2 separate regions of the Zea mays genome follow, and region 2 is linked to region 1. A link is a contact called in public Hi-C data. All regions are on one chromosome and are shown on one strand. The core of a region is the stretch at or near the end of the contact, and the rest is flanking DNA. Distances in the headings are between cores, read along the strand shown.

Region 1 (3,898 bases), core at 1,034-3,533:
CTATTACGCACGAAGGGTGAAATGAGTTAAGTTAGATAGTTTTGCGAGAATTTTAGGTTATTTTGGTTTACAAATAGTTAAGTAGTACATATATGGATTATATTTATGTTATTTTAACTAGGCCTTTTATAACATAAAGCTCAAGTTTTCAATTGTGTTGTTACATGGATGTGTTATATGAAAACAGAGGAAATCGGTGTATGGACTGCAGGTCCAGCGGATGGGTGCTGCAGACAAAAGATGTCAAGTTGGCGTCTACTTGTAGTTCTTGGTACGGGCATTAAGCATGACATGATCCGTAGTGCTTCGGCACGGTACAAACACTATTCATATAATGCCAGTGTCGTCACGATTCGGGTCTAGTGATGTGTTTGGGTCACCACCCGACACGATGGGCTTGCAGGAGCACTGCACGATTAGGCACGGCTTAGACCAACGGTGGTATATAAATGTGATTGTGAATTATTACTTGTTATGATTTTAAATATAATAAATTCATTTTATAATAGTATAAATATTCAAGTTTTAAAAATATATATATAACCTTAAAGATTTTATATATTTTGAGCTTTTAAAGAAAACAGTGTTTATAAGGACACAAGCACTATTAGATATTATTATCGTACAGTGTCGACATGATATGATTAGAGATTATAGTATAATGACTAGTTCAATACTTAGACGTTAGTAAGTGTCGTGCAGACGTTTGACCATCTATAGTAGTCACGGAGGGTAGTTGGGCGGATGCGCGCCCCTTTGCTTTACGGCGTGCGCCGCCGGCCCAAAAACCTGCGGCGGCCCATGGTAAACGCCTGACGCGCCTGCTCCAAGCACCAACCATGCGTTCCACATACTAGTACGACGCGCCGACGCGGCCACAAAAACAACGGGCTGCGAAACGGCGGCGCAGGGGTACCGTGGTCGCGCCTTCCGCAGCATCTTCCGTTGAGTCCTGATCCTACGGTCCGGAAAGGGTAGCCGCATGTTCTGGTTGGACTGTTTCTCTGTTCTTCTCTCTAGAAGATGGAATGTTCTGGCCAGTGCAAGGAACAAATCATGGATGCGTGTCGCCAATTCAGTATGGTAAAATCTTCCAAATGGTATGCAAGCCTTGTTACAATGGTCCGAGTGTCCGACGATCCTCCATCTGCGCGTTGTAACCGTAAAACTAGTTTCAATCACGAACAGAATGAAACAGATTCCTCTGCACCGCAGCGAGCTGCTGAGAAGCACAGACCGGAGTTAAAAAAAAAACTGCAAAGCTTGTTTACATGCCTCAACTCGCGAGCCACAGATACAAAAGAGATAACAACACAGGCACGGCAAACCGCGTTCATTATTCAGTGAAGAGCGACAGTGACGGCGGGTAGTAGTAGTCCTCGAAGCTCCACAGCCCGGCTGGCGCTGGCGCCGGCACCTGCGCTTCTTCGGGGACGGCGGCAGCGGCAGCGGCAGCGGTGGTGGCACTTACAGCTGCATTCCCGCCCTCCATGTACGGGACGCCGAGGAAGTTCATGTAGTTCTCGTAGGCCATTAGCTCCTCGGACAGCTCCTTGACCTCGTCGGACACCTGTGCGCGCGCCTCTACCTTGGGCGCCGGGAGAAAAACGGCCGGGGCCTGTGCCGCCACCCCAGATGCCGCCGTCGGCGCGGTGACGCTGGAGGAGGAGGCGTCGTTGGGGAAGTTGACCTTGGCTTTGGCGCCCCTGATGCGCCTGGCAGCGCGGTCGTACGCGCGCGCGGCGGCCTCGGCGGTGGGGTAGGTGCCGAGCCAGACGCGCACGCCCTTCACGGGGTCGCGGATCTCTGCCGCCCACTTGCCCCACGGCCGCTGCCGGATGCCGCGGTACTGGTTCTTGCGCCCACGCTTCGCCTTCCCGCGCGGGCGCGGCACTGCACGGGACGGGACAGTCGGCAGCGGAGCTGCGTCAGTCACACACACACACACACCACTGACCGTTTGGAGTCGGAGGCTCGGAGCTCGCCGGGAGAAAATGAAGAGACTGAGCAAGACGGAAACGGAGCTTAGACTTAGAGCTTACCTCTCTCAGGGTCAGGGGCGTGCGAGTCGGAGTCCTCGGCGTCGGCTTCGGAGTCAGGCCAGAAGTCAGCGGCGGACACCCGGCGCCGCGCCGGGATGTAGTCGAAGATGATTGCACCGCCGCACATGGATTCCTCCGAGTAACTTGGACTATTATTGGAGGGGGAAAAGGTTCTTGGTGGAGTGTTTGGGGAGGATACGATAGGATCGAAGTGGAGTGGAAACTATGGGAAGTCGACGCCTCCTCCTCGACGGGAGTTTGGTTTCTGCGGACGTTGGATTTGGTTCGGCGGTATGAAATAGCCGACGGCCCGACGCTGTATTTATACAGATTGCTGCAGTTGTGGGCGCGGAGGGGGCTCCGTCACCTGCAGACTGCAGTGGCGTAGAAAATTTGTTTTATAGTTGTTTTTATATCTAAAATAAAAGAGTTAGTTTGTAATAAATTAAATTATAATATATATGTTGATATCTTTTTCGGACTTCAATCACTCAACACGAACCAGTGGCGGTGCTCTCGACACAGGGGCGGACGGTCCGCGGCCTAGTGCGAGGCTAGGATTTTCTGTCTGATGGCCGGACGGTCCGTGCCCTGGGGCCGGATAGTCCGCGCGAGCTTAGGGGCGGCAGAAGATCTCCGGTGGCGCCTGGATCTCGCTCTATGGAGGGACCCGTCGGGGAGGAGAGATCCTAGGTGATGTCTAGGCTCGGCAGGCCAACCTAGACTCCTCTAATCGACGTATAGTCGAAGAAAAGTGAAGAATTTGGGGATTGGAAGACTAACCTAAAACTAGACTATAACTACTCCTAAGAATAAATGTAAATTGTATTGATTGAGGTTTCGATTGATTGATTAAATCGGTCGTATTCCTCTGCCTTTATAGAGGAGGGGAGCTGGACCCGTTACCAACAAAGCTCCAAGCTTATCCCGAGATTCTCGTCAACAAACATAGCAAAAAACTCAGAACCCTAATCTGTTCTGCGCTTGCGTGGACCGTCCGTGCTCTCTTTTAGTGCTCAACATATGCCCCCTGCCTTTTGGTGGAGTTGAGCAAACCAAAAGCAACTAACTCATGTGATTACATCGGTTCTCTTAGGCATCTTGCCACATACTAGGATGGTACTGTTTGAGGAAACGTCCATTCAAAGCCTTAGGTAAATCCTTGCCTTGTAATGTTTATAGTAAATAGGTGTTACCAGACATTACCTGCTTTACTTTATAAGGGCCCTTCCAGCTTGGCGACCATTTCCCAAACTTCCGGTCTTTATTCCTTAGAGGCAGGATGGTCTTTCACACCAGGTCCCCTACTTGAAATAACTTTGCTTTAACCTTCTTGTTGTAGGCCCTGGCTACCATGATCTTGTCCTTTTCTATTGCTCTTAAAGCTATCACCCTCTTGTCGGTCACCTCATCAATATTATCCGTCATTGAATTATAATAATCAATGACGGTTAGATCATTTTGTCTGGCGAACCTGACAGCATTCAAACTTATTTCCACAGGCAACACTGCTTCCTGCCCATAGACAAGCTCAAAAGAAGATACTTTAGTAGCACTATGTTTAGATATTCTGTGAGCCCATAAAGCTTCGGACAAAATCTTATGACAATGCTTAGGATTATCGGATATCTTCTTTTTTATCAAGTTAATCGATGTCCTATTACTAGACTCGGTCTGTCCATTGGCCTGAGCATAATATAGAGGTGAATTAAGCAACTTAATTCTATATAATTCAGCTAATTCATGTACCTCCTTTGACATAAAAGAAGTTCCTTGATCTGTAGTCAAGGTCTAGGGAATACCGAATCTATGAATAATATGCTCAGTTATGAACTCAATTACCTCCTTGGGTGTCA
Region 2 (3,898 bases), core at 944-3,443, 480 kb before region 1:
ATATATGACCACAGAATATATCAATATCCCTATTTTTTTGGGGCACATGTCTTTTAAGACTTGCATGGGCTTTGTTCTTATTTAACAAATAAATAATCTTGAAAGGGACAACACCACAAAAGATAATTGCCCCACAAGCGGCCTGCTGTCCATTATAAACATCAATTATTAATTTGCCATCGATCAATTGCGGACACAAATGGATTGCTAGAAGAAAAATATCTCGAAGACCTTTTTTCGCATTTATATATATCTGTCCAAATAAACCTTTGCTGGCTCATTAACAGTTTGGTGCTTATGTATGTGAAATTTATGGGTTTTACTTTTGCAAAGTAAGAACTTAGCCGGTCACAAATTAATTTTAACTGACATCATTGTAAAGCATCGTGATGTTTCAAGGGAGTACAAACTATATATAAAGAGAACATGAAATAAAAAGGAGCATCTCAAAATCTAGTTACGGCAAACAAACAAATAAAGCCTCGTTAAAAAGGTAAGAAAAGAGGTTGATGATCAATTAGAGTTAGTTTGGAAACTCAATTTTTTCCAGAGATTACTCTTTTCTCAAGAGAAAATGAAATAATTTTTCTTAGTAAAATGAAAATTACTTGAAAAAATGGAGTTTTTTTTCTAAACTAGCCCTTAGTATATATATAAATATGCGAGGAAAGAACTTACCATGGCAGCAAGGGGTGACCCGTACATGAGTACGTTGAGGCAGGCACATATCATCCCTATCACCATGATTCTCATGTTTAATTCGTTAATGGCGAACGTGGTGGCCACAAACACTACTCCAAAGCCACCGATGTCCAACGCTGCTGCCAGCTTCGCCGTCTTAACCTGTATAATACACAATAAAACACTAACGGGTAATAATAAAGCATTGATTTTATTAGAGTGTATTTGGCTTAATATATAAAGGAATGAGGTTCACACTTTTTTTGTTTGGTGGAACGGAATTGTTGATCCTTCACTAATCACTATCTCATGTGTCTCATTAGCTAATAACTAGTATAAGCGTGTGAAGTGAGGTGATTTTATAGAATTCATAGGACAAACTTCAATAAGTCCCGGAAAATAGAACAGAACAATTAGATCTAGTTTGAAAACTTAATTAAATTCTTTGGTGGATTCTCGGGGATTGAGTGAAAAATTAAACTAATATTTATCCCTCAATCTCTAGGAATCTCGAAGAGGATCAGATTTAAATTTCCAAACTAACCGTTAATGAGGATGCAAATATGTATAACAGCATATGAGAACACGGAGTGCTTCAAGGAACACTTATGAATCGACTACACAGCAGCCAATTCTTATTAGGAAGCAAAGCAACGGTATTGTGCGTGGACTGATGAATTAACACGCACGGCCGGAGAACCGAGAGAGAAATATGTATGATGATCCCTCACCCTTGTGGCATGATTGGCGGCGTAGACGATGAAGAGGACGACGTAGATGGCCTCCATGGCAGCCCCAAAGCCATTGACGGTGGCAACGAGGAGCCCGTCAGGCTTGGTGGCGCCGTAGTAGAGCCACAGCAGCGCGTTGAGCAGCGTGAACACGTACGGCGCCGGCTCGAACTCCTCCGTCGACCCGCTCCGCACGATCCTCCAGAACGTCTTGCTGTGTATTTATATATGCATGGTAGCTTTCAGTTTGCAGCTATAGCTAGCAGCGACGACGGCAGGAAAACTATGTATATATCGAGACACTCTTACATGGGAGAAATGAAGACCAGAACTGAGATGATGTTGCCTACAAAGGAGAAAGCGAAGCAGCTGGATTAAAGGCTATAGTAACAAAGCAATTATAATACTAACTAAGCTACTGATTTTAATCCTCCTTACTATACATATATACACATGCTTACCTATGACGCCGATGATGAAGAGTGTGGAATCCATGGAGGTTCAAGATAGGCAGACAGACAGGAGGCCACACAGCTGGCGGCTCAAAACGGAAGCAAAGCGGTAGATCGAGATCCAGTCAGCTCAGCTGCTGTCTCTACTGCCCTTGAGCGGGAGAGAGGACACCAGGGACCGCTGAAATGCATATTTCAAGCAGCCTGAGGCCGACCGCGTGCAGTGCCATTATAGATTACGCCCAAACCTACCTGCCCTTCTTACAGGCACTGCAGTGGCATGCATGAACATGTGAACGACTCAGGCCCCGCCTCTCGTGTAACACATGAAGATATTTTCTGAAAAAAACGTATAAATACCTATATACGCTACACTGCCGGAAAACTGGGCTTCTATCCCTTGACTTCGATACAGGTTCTTTTAGAATGGGCACTGAAACAAATTGTAATACCGCATAGCTAGCAAGAGCAAACCGTTACTCGTGCCTACCAAAATTTGTTGAAGATTTTTTATTTACGCGTTTGTTGCCGTCGATCTGGACACCAATCACTGCGAGGTGTACCGACGGCAGTGCGGGCGTTCTATGGCCTAGGGGAAGTCTAGACCCGTTCCTAGGCGTTCTCCAACAACTCCCACAAGTTTAGAGGTTAAACTCGCGTGGAGAAAGGAGCTTAATTCGTCTGATCTAATCCTATCACGGACTATCGACGCCTATAGGCGGACTGTCCGCAGGCCGAACTGTTCGAGCCTCAGGACTGGACCGTCCGGCCATGCCCAATATCACAAATGGTGCTCAACACATGCCCCCTGCATTTTTGGGAAGTTCAGCAAATCAAAAGCACTGGTGCAGGCTGGAAACAACTCGATGTGACAACATTGGTTCTCCTAAGCATCTTGCCACATACTAGAATGATATTGCTTCAGGAAACGACCATTCAGCGTCTTGGGTATGTCCTCACCTTGCAAAGTTTATAACATGTAGGCATTACCAGCTATTACTTGTGTTTTTCTATAAGGGCCTTCCTAGCTTGGTGATCATTTGCCGAAGTTTCGGTCCCTGCTTCTTAGTGGCAAGACGGTCTTCCAAACCAGGTCTGCAACCTGGAATGACTTAGCCTTGACCTTCTTGTTGTAAGCTTTGTCAACCATAATCTTATCTTTCTCGAGCTCTCCTAGAGCCACCAATCTCTTATCGGTTACTTCATCAATATTGTCCATCATCAAATTATAATAATCTCCGACAGCTAGACGTCCTGCCTGGAAAACCTGATAGCATTTAGGCTTATCTTCACAAGCAAAACAACTTCCTGTCCATAAACAAACTCAAAAGGAGAGACATTAGTAGCACGGTGTTTATATATTCTATGAGCCTATAGAGCCTTAGACAAAACCTTATGCCAATGCCTAGGATAATCAGATATCTTCTTATTTATAAGGCTAATCAACGTCCTGTTACTAGACTCAGCTATCCATTGGCCTGGGCATAATATAGAGAGGAATTGAGCAATTTGATCTTATATAATTTAGCATACTCACGTACCACATTTGACATAAAAGAAGTCTCCTGGTCCATAGCCAAAGTTTGTGAAATGCCGAATCTATGAATGATATGCTCAGTTATAAACTCAATTACCTCTTTATGTGTCATGTTCTTCAGAGCAACAGATTCAGTCCATTTGGTGAAGTAATTTGTGGCAACCAACACAAATCGATGCCCCTTTGATGGCGAAGGATGAATTTCTCCTACAAAGTACAAACCCCAACCCCTAAAGGGCCAAGGTTTGATAATATGATGTAGTTTAGATGTGGGGACTAACTGCAGATTACCGAACTTCTGACATACTTGACATCCTTTGTAGTATTTGAAACAACCAGCTATCATGTCATGCCAATAGAAGCCAGATCTTTTCAATAGCCACTTTTTCTTTGGAGCCGATTGATGAGTACCACAAACGCTTCATGTACTTCAGCCATAGCTTATATAGCATCATCCCGACACAAGCATTTAAGCAAGACATCGCCATTAATTCAAC

What was found. Hi-C and Micro-C count contacts between places; a contact is called where the count stands out from the background.
Region 2: a Hi-C map of leaf shows a contact between it and region 1, with 4 times the contacts expected there. The contact joins the promoter of LOC103650117 here to the promoter of LOC100193143 in region 1. A contact is called at or near these places in 2 of 25 Hi-C or Micro-C datasets (ear and leaf).

What each region holds. Positions count from the first base shown.
Region 1 is chr3:56,850,140-56,854,037 of Zm-B73-REFERENCE-NAM-5.0, reverse strand. It overlaps LOC100193143, which reads right to left and starts at 2,283. Exons shown (of 2, transcript NM_001138301.1): 1 at 2,043-2,283; 2 at 1,246-1,893. The coding sequence starts at 2,169. The coding sequence ends at 1,337.
Region 2 is chr3:57,333,740-57,337,637 of Zm-B73-REFERENCE-NAM-5.0, reverse strand. LOC103650117 (bidirectional sugar transporter SWEET17) reads right to left here and starts at 2,193. Exons shown (of 6, transcript XM_008675772.4): 1 at 1,874-2,193; 2 at 1,722-1,758; 3 at 1,413-1,626; 4 at 679-843. The coding sequence starts at 1,907.